2 separate regions of the Pan troglodytes genome follow, and region 1 is linked to region 2. A link is a contact called in public HiChIP or PLAC-seq data. All regions are on one chromosome and are shown on one strand. The core of a region is the stretch at or near the end of the contact, and the rest is flanking DNA. Distances in the headings are between cores, read along the strand shown.

The links. HiChIP or PLAC-seq counts read pairs in DNA pulled down with a chosen protein or histone mark.
Region 1: a contact with region 2 is called in an H3K4me3 HiChIP or PLAC-seq map of stem cell-derived excitatory neurons, with 4 times the contacts expected there. The contact joins the promoter of ZNF131 here to the promoter of NIM1K in region 2.

Annotation. Positions count from the first base shown.
Region 1 is chr4:69,671,825-69,677,560 of NHGRI_mPanTro3-v2.0_pri, reverse strand. It overlaps ZNF131 (zinc finger protein 131), which reads left to right and starts at 1,539. Exons shown (of 7, transcript XM_009449220.5): 1 at 1,539-1,760; 2 at 2,673-2,811; 3 at 3,842-3,943. The coding sequence starts at 2,688.
Region 2 is chr4:69,601,743-69,608,023 of NHGRI_mPanTro3-v2.0_pri, reverse strand. It overlaps NIM1K (NIM1 serine/threonine protein kinase), which reads left to right and starts at 3,717. Exons shown (of 4, transcript XM_526936.7): 1 at 3,717-4,051.

The DNA of each region.
Region 1 (5,736 bases), core at 290-2,789, 72 kb before region 2:
CTCCCACCCCAGTCTTCCAAGTAGCTGAAACAATAGGTGCACACCATCACTAATTTTTTTGTATTTTGTAGAGACGATGTTTCACCATGTCACCCAGGCTGGTCTTGAACACCTGGGTTCCAGCGATCCTCCCCGACTGGGCCTCCCAAAGTGATGGGATTACAGGCCTGAACCACTGCGCCCAGCCTATCTCTAGATTCTGACCAGCTCTCTAATTCCATTTCCCCCCATGGTTTCATCCACATTACTAACAGTCTCCCAGTTGATCTCTATTCCTAGCAGCTTGTCCCATTTAATCTGTTCTCCATATTGGGGCTAGAATTATCTCTTTAAAAAGTAAATCTTAGGATGTCACCATGCGGCAAGGCTTCCCCTTGCAAAAAGAAAATCTGACATCTTCAACACTTTTTATAAGGCACCCTTGTGCGTCTATCCAGCAACATTTTGTTTCAGTTTCCTGAATGCTATAATCTTGGTGCCTTTGCATGTGCTATACTGTTGGCTAAGAACACTTAGACTTCACATCACTTAAAAACATTTTTTGTTTTAATACAGATGGGGTCTCGCTATGTGCCCAGGCTGGCCTCAAACTCCTGGGCTGAACTCCTCCTCCCCAACTCGGCCTCCCAAAGTGCTGGGATTACAAGCGTGAGCCACCGCGCCCGCCCACATCTCTTCTTACAGGTCAACTGGCTTTCCTTGACACCCAGTTACTTGTTCAGGTGTTGCAAAACTCATCAGTAAGCACCGAGGCAATTACTGTTCAAAATATCTATGCAGTCTACTAGACTTAAGATTCAGAAAGGCAGAAACCACATATACCTTGTTCACAGCTGGACTTCTCAGTGTCTAGTACTAGGATTCTCAATACATATCTGTTGAAGTTATGATTACATTATTACCATATAGCTATTTGAGTTCCTCCGTAATCCCAATTCTCAAGTTCTTTGAGAGAAAAAAATAAGTAAATCTCAATTATAGAATTATCCTCAAAATGTATTTATATATAATATTTCTTTGGAGGAATTAAGGAAGCAGTCACATGCAGCTGACTGTGGGTCACTGGACTTTTTTTTTTTTTTTTTTTTTTGAGACGGAGTCTCGCTCTGTCGCCCAGGCTGGAATGCAGTGGCACTACCTCAGCTCACTACAACCTCCACCTCCCCGCTTCAAGCTATTCTCCTGCCTCAGCCTCCCGAATAGCTGGGATTACAGGCGCCCACCACCATTCCCCGCTAATTTTTGTATTTTTAGTAGAGACGGGGTTTCGCCATGTTGCCCAGGCTGGTTTCGAACTCCTGACCTCATGTGATCCACCCGCCCAGGCCTCTCAAAGTGTTGCGATTACAGGCACGAGCCACCGCGCCGGCCTGGACTCTTTAAAGGAGTGGGGAAGGCCTGCACTAACGGGATCCGGTGTAAATAATTCTGAGCAGCTCCCGGTCCTGAGCCCAGCAAGCACGTGCTGCGGCAGGGCGCGGGGAGGGCGCGCTTCGCGGAGGAAGATTCCGGGCGGCCCGAACGTGCTCGCGCCCGTCGCTGCCGCTGCCGGGGCCGCGGCCGCCCGAGTGCCCAACCGAACGCACGTGCGCCAGCGGGGCCCGAGCAGAAGGGGAGCCCCGGCTCTCACGAAGAAAATGGAGGGCGACCCACGGGTTAGGGGTCAGGAACGGCGTGGGGCGCATTATGCCCTGGGAGGGGAAAGCACGGAACAAGAGGCTCTGAGGGACGGAGAGGAAGGAGGGCGACCCACGAGCTAGGTAAGGCGGGCCAACCCAGGTCTCGGAAGGAAGGGGGCGGGGCAGGACGGGGCGGGAGGGGCCGCGCAGTAGCTGGGCTGTGAGGACGGTTGGCGAGTTCATTCCGGGCTCGGGTCGGGAAGTGTCCGCCCCTGGAGTCAAGCTGGGGAGGGTGAGAGGTTGAAGGGCAACGACTTAGGTTCCCAGCTTCTGGCCCTGCCAGGCCCTGCACTAGCCCAAGCCCACCGCTGCCCGGTTTCTTCTCAGAGAGCAAGCTCTCGCCCTTCGTGAGCGCCAAATCCCCGCGCTCGGCCCCGCCCATCCACTGAGGGGTGTGGGTAGGGGCGTGGCCCGTTCCCTTGCTGGTCGGCGCCCGGAAGGCGTCCGCGTCAGCCGGAGCTCGACGCGGTGACGGTGTGCGTCGACGTAAGTGACGCGCAAGCCTGGGCCGCTCCTCCTTCCCTCAGTGAGTGCCGGCCCGGTCGGGGCGGGGGAGAAGAGGGAGGGCGGGGGAGGGAGAGGCGACCCGAGAGTCGTTGTGGGTCGCGGGCCGGACCGGGTCCCGGGGCGGTGGGAGCCCCGGCCGGGCAGAAGGGCTTGGCGGGCCGTTAGAGGACCGCCACGGCTGTCGAGTCCCCTCCCTTGTTGGACTTGCGCGCCCTGGCGCTCGGAACCTCCGGCGCTGTGCCCACCCCGCTCTAGCTCGCGTCTCCCGACTCCAATTAGGTCAGGCTCGGAGTCCCGCGGCCGCGGCTCCGGTCTTAACGCGCCGGGGCCGCTCGGCTCGCCTTTCTTCCCTCGTCTTTCTCTCCTCTTGCTTCACCCTCCCCCCTTCTTTTCACGTTGCTGGGTTTTTTTGTTGTTGTTTTATGCTTTAGGGGTTTTGTTCCTCGGCTCGAGCTCATGGGTGTACATTATCATGCTCTTTTGTAGAGCAGCCCGACGGCCATGGAGGCTGAAGAGACGATGGAATGCCTTCAGGAGTTCCCTGAACATCATAAAATGATCCTCGACCGATTGAATGAACAGCGAGAGCAGGACCGGTTTACTGACATCACCCTAATTGTCGACGGTGGGTAGGGCAGTGGGCAGAGGAGCGAATTTTTGGCTTCAGTTTTTTTCTGTCCTTCGGACACCCGCCTTTTTTTTTTTTTTTTTTTTTTTTAAACCCATCCTCTATGGTCTCCCTACCAAAGTCTGCAGAGTGCGTGCACTGGGACCAGATTGCACTTGTCAGTGTCTACTCACACAGCGTGCTGCAGAAGGCTGGTTGGTCAGTCATGCCTTCCACGTAGTCTGGTGTTCATCTCATTTTAACTTCTTACATCCTGTTGAGTGCAAGATGATGTCGTTGGGGACAGATTGTCTCAAAATGTTTGGTTGATAGCCTCTTGTTGGTAAGCTTTGAGAAGTCCCTTAGAGGAGTCATTTGGGAAGTGTTGATTTTTTTTCTAGTTTCCCAAATGGTCTTGAAGGGAGAATGAGAGAGATTCCTTTGCAGCACTCATACCCCCTTTGAGAATCTCCAAAATAAAATGGGGTCTTTACCAGGCTTAGGAGTTGCCTCTATAATGGAAGGAAATCCAGCGTGGGTATGTTTTCTGTTTAGCGAAAATAGGTTTCTCAAGGTAACCTGTTTTTAAAATTATGGGTCTACCATAGATGGAGCTTCCAAATATTAGGCATATTAAAATGTTTTTCATAGCAGACATATGTAGCTTTGTGCTTATGGTTTTTTTCTCTCTTTCCAAATGATATGTGACCTTTTGGGTTGTCCTTTTATTTAGCAGTTTCAACTGAGTTGGATATGCTTCTCACTACTTAATTGGAAACAACAAAGTGTCAAGAGGCTCCTTACCTAGTGTTGTAAATTAGCCTTTATAAAACTAAAGGGGTTTGAAGTGAAGATTTAGCTTTATATCTAATTGAGATTAACATTTGCCAAGATAGCTGCCAAGAATATTCTGCATTTAGTTCAATAATTTCTGTAGTTATGTAATGAAGGAAGACCTATTTTGCTTTATATGATTTTTAAGTCTATTTTGTAGTTATACATTTGATTTTCGTGCTTGTGTATGATTTTCTTTTTTTATTTTACCTAGGACACCATTTTAAGGCTCACAAGGCTGTTTTGGCTGCTTGTAGTAAGTTCTTCTACAAATTCTTTCAGGAGTTTACCCAAGAACCGTTGGTGGAGATAGAAGGTAAATGATTCTTGTTGTTGTTTTATTTAATAAATCAAAGAAGCCATTTTATTTAAATGCTTGTTTTAAATACAATACTTAGCAAACAATTGGTGAAGCAGTTTTAGACAGTTTATCAAGACACCATAGGAAATAGGCATCAGTAGTTCCTGTAGGTAAAGGTAGATAAATTGTTCTTTTGATACCTGAGAAGTCTTACTTTCAGTGAAGTGCTTGGTTGAATGATGTGCCAGGAAAAACTTAGATGGTAGATGTTGGTCTTTTCCATTGTGGAAACTGGTGGTCATTGTTTTTTGAAAACAAGTATTAAACGTGAATTACTATCTTTGTTCAGTGGGCTTATGTTTCAGACTGCTGGAGATGCTGCAGGTTACAGTAGAAGCTTTTACTGTACTCTATAGCAGAAGTAGTGATGTATTAGCAGAGGTACAGATGACATGCAGTGTGAAGTGGGCTGCCATAATAGGGGGAAAGCTAGGAAAAATGAACTGAAGTAGCATTTAGAGGAAATTCTGGCTCTACAATGGGATGGATCAATACCTGTTACCTTGAAGCAAAAAGTGATTTTTGTACTTTCTAGACATTTTTCTAATAATAACCTGTCAAGTGCCAGGCGTTGTGATATGTGGTTTTGTGTATTGTCTGAGGCTCACAGCAATCGTTTGATGTTGGGCAGGATGGCTTGTGCTTGTAGTCCCAGCTACTTGGGAGGCTGAGGCAGGAGGATTGCTTGAGCCCAGGAGTTCGAGGCCAGCCTGGGGCAACATAGACCCTGTCTTTTCTTTTCTTTTCTTTTCAAAAAGGGAAGTGGTGTTATTTGTAATAATTTACACTTCAGGAAACAGACTCTAAAAGGTTACTTGCCCAGGGTTGTCCAACTAGCAAGGAATTAAGTTTGTGCTATTAATTACCATGCTTTTTCTTCTGCTACTGCAGTAACTCCTCCCCTACCACCAGCATCAAAATCTAAAACAGCAGGAAATAAATGTTTGCCTACGTAGTTACAGAATTTTAGCTTCTTTTAGGGTTCTTGGGTTTTGGTTTTATATCTATTTCATTGTGTACGTATTCTTTGTTCTGAATGGGTTGCCTAGAAACATTCCTTTTTTCCCTTTGATGCCTAGGGGAGTAAAGAAAACAAAAAAGAGTTAAGAATATTCTTTAATTTTGGTATATTCCAGTTTAGCATTATAGCTGATATATTTACAGCTAGAGTATCTTTTAATATCTATAATCAGGACAGAGACATAAGTATGAAAATCCACAAAACTTAATAAAGTGAGAATCTAACTGCCCAGATGATAGTGGTTTCTACTACAAAGCAAGCCTCCATGAATTCATTCACACCTGAGGTTTATTAAATATGTGACCCCAGGCGGATTACTTTACCTCAATTGCATACTTTTCTCCTCATCTGAAAAGTGGGTTCATAGGATTATAAAGACTAATTGCGATAACATGCAGAGTGCATGGCATGATATTTGGTGCATTGTCAAAGCTTGATAAACAGGGTCCAGTCTAAGAAACATTAGGGAGACCTCTTCTTTACAAAAAATTTAAAAAATTATTAGCTGAGTCTGATGGCACATGCCTGTGGTCCCAGCTATTCAGGAGGCTGAGGCGGTAGGATTGCTGGGGCCCAGGAGGTCAAAGCTGCAGTGAGCCATGATTTTGCCACTGCATTGTATTGTAGCCTGGGCGACAGAGCAAGGCCCTGTCTCAAAAAAAAAAAAAAAAAAAAGTCAGTTTATCATATTGAATATCTATAATATATCATGTACTATGTTAGACCC
Region 2 (6,281 bases), core at 2,468-4,967:
GAAACCCCGTCTCTACTAAAAATACAAAAAATTAGCCGGGCGTGCTGGCGGGCGCCTGTAGTCCCAGCTACTCGGGAGGCTGAGGCAGGAGAATGGCGTGAACCCGGGAAGCGGATCTTGCAGTGAGCCGAGATAGCGCCACTGCACTCCAGCCTGGGTGACAGAGCAAGACTCCGTCTCAAAAAACAAAGACAAACACACACACACACACACACACACACACACACACACACACACAAAACTAGCTTATTTAGTTAAGTTATACTTAAGTCATGTGAACTTCAAAATTGCTTAGGCTTCTTTACTTAATTTATGAGTGCTCTTTTACTTAGAAGCCAATTTTGGTAGATACAACATATAACAATAAGTGTACATACAAATAAACACATCTAAACATGTATATGCACACACAAATGAAGATCCAATAGCTTGGAATCTTAGACATGAGATATCACACCTGTTGTCATGCCTGCAACCCCAGCATTTTGGAAGGCTGAGGCGGGTGGATCACCTGAGGTCAGGAGTTTGAAACCAGCCTGACCAATATGGTGAAACACCATCTCTACTGAAAATACAAAAATTGGGCTGGGCGCGGTGGCTCACGCCTGTAATCCCAGCACTTTGCGGGGCCAAGGCGGGTGGATCACGAGGTCAGGAGATCGAGACCATCCTGCCCAACATGGTGAAACCCCGTCTCCAGTGAAAATACAAAAATTAGGCCTGGTGCGGTGGTTTACACCTGTAATCCCAGCACTTTGGGAGGCCGAGGTGGGCGGATCTCGAGGTCAGGAGATCAAGACCACGGTGAAACCCCGTCTCTACTAAAAATACAAAAAATTAGCCAGGCGTGGTGGCGGGCACCTGTAGTTCCAGCTACTCAGGAGGCTGAGGCAGGAGAATGGCGTGAACCCGGGAGGCGGAGCTTGCAGTGAGCCGAGATCGCGCCACTGCACTCCAGCCTGGGCAACTGAGCAAGACTCAGTCTCAAAAACAAAACAAAACAAAAACAAAAACAAACAAACGAACAAATTAGCTGGGCGTGGTGGCATGCACCTGTAGTCCTAGCTATTCGGGAGGCTGAGATAGGAGAATATCTTGAACCTGGGAGGCAGAAGTTACAGTGAGCCGAGATCACGCCACTGCACTCCAGCCAGGGCGACAGAGTGAGACTCCACGTCAAAAAATATATATATAAATAAATAAAATAAATAAAAATAAAAACAGAGTCACCATGCTAGTTTTAATTCTTTCAGTTTAATTTTTTTTTTTTTTTTTTTTTTTTTTTTTTTTTTTTTTTTTTTTTTTTTTTTTTGGAGACAGAGTCTCGCTCTGTAGCCCAGGCTGGAGTGCAGTGGCGCGATCTCGGCTCACTGCAAGCTCCGCCTCCCGGGTTCACGCCATTCTCCTGCCTCAGCCTCCTGAGTTGCTGGACTACAGGCACCTGCCACCATGCCCGGCTAATTTTTTTTGTATTTTTAGTAGAGACGGGGTTTCACCGTGTTAGCCAGGATGGTCTCCATCTCCTGACCTCGTGATCCGCCCGCCTCGGCCTCCCAAAGTGCTGGGATTACAGGCGTGAGCCACCGCGCCCGGCCTTTCAGTTTAATTTTTATTGGATTTAACAGAAATAAGAAGGAAAGCAGAAAAAGTTGCTAAACCTCAGAAAAAGGTTTTTTTACAAGAAATATTAGTTCTTACAAGTTTCCTATAAAGTTAAGAAAAAAGGGATTTTAATAATACTAGTTGTTGTAAATAAGTGATTCAATTTTAAGCTATCAATTCACCCCTGCTGTGAAAGATACTGAAATCGGCACTCTCAAACCTCTTGATTTAATTATATTTGCATTATCATAAAGTCAGTGTGCAGGTTAGTGCAAGAGAAAATTCATGAACAGAAGGTAGATCTGAAGAAATTACCTAGAATGTAGCACAAAATGTTAAAAATCTAGAGAATCTGAGAAAAGACATGAAATAGAATGAGAAGGTCTGACACACATAGTATAAAATAGAGATTCCTGAAAGAAAGATAAAAGTTGGGAAGGGTTCTGTTATGGACTAAATTTTTGTATCTCCCAATTCATATATTGAAATTTTAACTCCCAATGTGATGGTATTAGCCTAAAGTGTTCAGTAACCTTTTAAGCTACTAGAACCTATCATCGCCTCTGCCTTGTGCATGCTCTTTGGGGTGTGATGGTGAGGATCTATGTCACAGAGAGCTTCTGTCAGATTGGGTGTTTGAGGCTCTTGGTTTCTAGGCAATTTCTCTATGAAATTTTATTCTGTGTATTTGAATTCAAGGGTCTTTTATATCTTTAAAAATATGTAGAGTTTCTCCCTGCATTTTATTGCATTAGAAAGAAAATAGACTGATGGCATGTACTATTTTAAAGATTACTCTTAAAAAAAAAACAAACCTCTTGTCTTTTGAGGAGGGGATGTCTCTTTAAAAACAAATATTCTCGAGAGAACCCTTGTTCTACATAAATAGATGACCACTCTCAGAAGCCAAGGAAGCAGTTGTTTCAGGTTCTTTCAATTTTCTTTCCAATCTCAACCGTCAGTGCATGGAGCTGTCCAAGGTTTTTATTTCTTGCCCTTCCCGTTCCTGACCCCTTTAATCATCACACAAACAGGCAGCAGAGACAAAGTAATGAAGAACACCAACTCTGGAGTCAAACAAACTGGGTTAGAGTCCCAGAGCCAGCATTCAACAGTTGTGTGATCTTGATCAAATCCTATAACCTCTCTGGGCTTCAGTTTCTTCATCTATCAAAACAAGGATGACAGTAACAGTACCTAACCCATAGATTATCATGAGGATTTAATCAGTTACTCTTTGTAAAAGAGTTTATTACAATGCCTGGCAAATAGCAAAAAAGGAATTTTGGGGTTCCCTAGTTTCTACCATAAAAGAATTGTAGACATGGGTTATGTTGCTACTTAACAGTTTTGCTCTTGGAAATATTGCTCTGGCAATCAATACAGGATGGAGAGCAGGAGGAAGTAGAAAGAATGCTCGCAGAACTATGACTTAGGGTGTCTAGTCCTGGCTCTGCCATTAATCAGTTGTGTGACCCTTGCTAAGTTAACTGACACCTCTGAACTCAGTTTTTTTTTTTTCTGTCTCTGTAAAAGGAAGGGCTTAAACTTCAGTAAATAACCGGTATGTTTTATTTAGTATTTTGCGAATCCCATTTCCAACTCTACGTTCAATCCAGTGACAGTATTTCTAGTTTATAAAATAGAAAAATAATCTTTGGCATCTGAGGGTCACAGCCGAGAGTATCTCCCTAGCAGGAGATTAGGGAGCCAGTGACAAAGTGGCACCAGGGGAACCGATGTATGCCAGGAATCCAGGCAGAGGGTGACATTAGCACTTCTTTCCGCAGAACCTAAACCCTGCCCGACTCACCCGGAGGAGCTGTCACGGTGGTTTGCTGGAAACCCCCTTTCTGTTGGGAGGATTACTGGGTCACGGTCTCCCAAGGACATGGAAACCCTTGCTGAAGCGCTGGAACCGCTCGGCACGAGGCGTACGTCGGTGGGAGCTGTGTCAGCCCGCTTTCGGCGGTGTACCTGCTCCCATCCAGACTCTAGAAGGGGTCCTCTTTGCGTCAGGCCCAATTACCCCCCTCCCCGAGCGACTGCACTGGGTGTCCCTGCGCCGCGCGTCCCCTCCCTCTCGCCCCTCCCTCCTGGCTGCCATAGAAACCAGCTTACGAGGTCCAGGCCGGCGTCCGGGTGCACTACAGGCCCCCCGTCCCTCCTTCCCCAGGCCAGCCCCTCGCTCCGGATTGGTCCTTCAGGAAACGCTGTGGGGCGTCTCGGTCCCCGCTGCGGAGCCGGCCTAGGCTGGAGGGCGGGGTTTGCCCTGGGCCGCTGCCGGTCAGGTCGGCCGCCCCTGACAGCTCCGGGAGCCTCAAGCGCGACAGCGGCGCCCTCACCTCGGGACATCCACACACCGACCGCTCCTGCTCCAGAGGCAACCACCCAGCGCGCCTAGCCTGGCGCCGTGCAGCGAAGCCCAAGAGCTGGCCTCGCCACGAAGGTAAGCGAGGGGCTGGGGGACTCGCCGCCAGCACCCCCACCCCGCCACCCTTCCTCTGCTAGGCTGCAGACCTGGGTGGCTGAGGAGGAGGCGCCTCTCCTCCCCGCGACCCAAGGGAGAAAGGAAGCCCTGCCACGGGGTGTCTGCGAAGTGGGGTCAGAAGAAGGTTAGGCGCTTTCTGGGGCGTACCCCCACACCTGCCCAGGCCGATCCGCACGCGAGAGGAGGGGGCATTAGAGCCAGGGCGAGAGCGTGCTCGCGCGTGTGTGCCCGTGTCATGTGTGGTGCCCGTGTCATGTGCGGCGCCCATGTCTATGTGCGCGCGTGTGTGCACCCATGTCTCTGTATGGTGTGGACACTCGTGTCTGCGTGCGCGTCCACACGTGAGCCGAGGAGGGCAGCTTAGCGCCTAGCGTTGCGCACAGCGGGTGCGCTGGACCAGAGCCCTAAGGCACCAGACCAAATCTGGAGAGTTTGTTACAAGGGCAGAGGACCGGCGTGACCTCCCCACGCGCGCCGGCCGGTGCTGCTGGTGGAGGGAACTGACATCTAACGCATGTGGCCCAGGAGAACAAAACCTTCCATTGCACCCCACGCCGCGACGCTCCCCAGCGAAAGGTGCTTCTGTTGGAAGACCGCACGAAGTAAGGAAGAGCCTCTTTTCCTCTTCCTGGATATCCCTCCAGGAATATTAGAAGCTCCAGGACTCCTTGATACGACCAGGAAAAGATCGCAACCGGGTCTTTAAAATATCGATTCCAGCCAGCTTCTGCGTGCTTGACACATCTTGGCAGATGGAGAAGTCAAGGCAATAGGTAACATGGGCAGCAAAGATTCTACTATAGCACTTCTTTCCTTTTCGTTTTTTCCTTCCCTCCTTCCCTCCTTTTCCCTCTTCTCCCTCCCTCCTTTCCTCCTCCTCCTCTCCCCTTCTCTTCTCCTCCTCCCTCCCTTTCTCCCTTTCTCCTCTCTTTTCCCCTTCCCTCGCCTGTTTTAGTCCTCCTGAGTACAGTAGACAAGAGGGCTCTCTGTCTACCCACCCTCCCCCACCCCATTCCTCATCCCGTTTCAAAATAAGAGCGAATGAATCACATTCTAAGCTCTTACCCGTGCAGTTCTGACAAGTTTGGAAGTTACACAAATCGCGTTTGCAATTGAGGCCGCGGGAATCCAAAAGGGAAACAAACGAAACCAGATGAAAAAAAGTGATTCCAAGTCAAGATTTCAAATAGGAATCTAAGGTGAATATTTGTTTATGGTAATAAGATTTTTTTTAATGTTTGAAAAGTATGTATCACACTAGCTTGCATCATCAGTATTCAATGTGATTCACAGAACCGCTTCAAAAGATGGTTTCTGTTAGTGTTGCAACAGCACTTCTAATTCTGGTTGTCATGGTTACTGCAGAAGTCGCCCTGCTCTATTGAGAGGCTGTCTAGTTAGAAGCAGGAACTGTTCTCCAGAGGACCTTCTCTTGTACCCTCGTGTCACCATGGTAATAATTGAGTTTATGAAAATGTACTTACTTTTTCCCTTAAAGTACTAAAATCCCAAGGCATGTTGTTGTTTTTTTTATTTTATTTTTTCAGAGTTTGCAGTCTATGCAACACAGCTTTCCGCTCAAATGAGAGTAAACACTGCCCTCCAGCAAGTTAAATGGCCCCAAATAGTCATGCTGCCCAGCTCTCTTCCCACAGCTCACTGCACGAACAGAGGACAGAGGAGGGTGTTAGATGTTCCAGGAATCCTGGCCTGAGCCCAGATCGCCCTCTCCATTTAGCATTTACATTTGGAAGCCTAATTAGCTTTCTAATTAGGAGATGGGAGAATGTAGGGGGGGATTCCTGCGAGAGGCTAGTGGGGAAAAAGCTGAATCCAACTCCCCATGGACTGGTGTTTGGTGTGCCATTGAATTTGCCTAGTAAACCCTCATGGGTTTATTTTTAGCTGGACCACTGTTAAATGGTAAGCCTGGAAAAACCTTCAGAGAAGCCTCCTTCTGTGTTAGGAAAAAATGTGGATTGGATATTTGGTTTGAGGTGTGTGCTTTTTTTCTAACTACATTTAAAGACAGGTTTATATGAAATCTGAATTCCCCAGTAATAACTACAGATAGGTTATAGAGCCCTTTATATTCTTGGTTTAACCCTAGGTTTTTAGTTGAAAAGGTTTAATTTGGGGCAAGCAGTGGTACCATTTCAAATACTTTTATCAGCAAATGTTGGTTTCT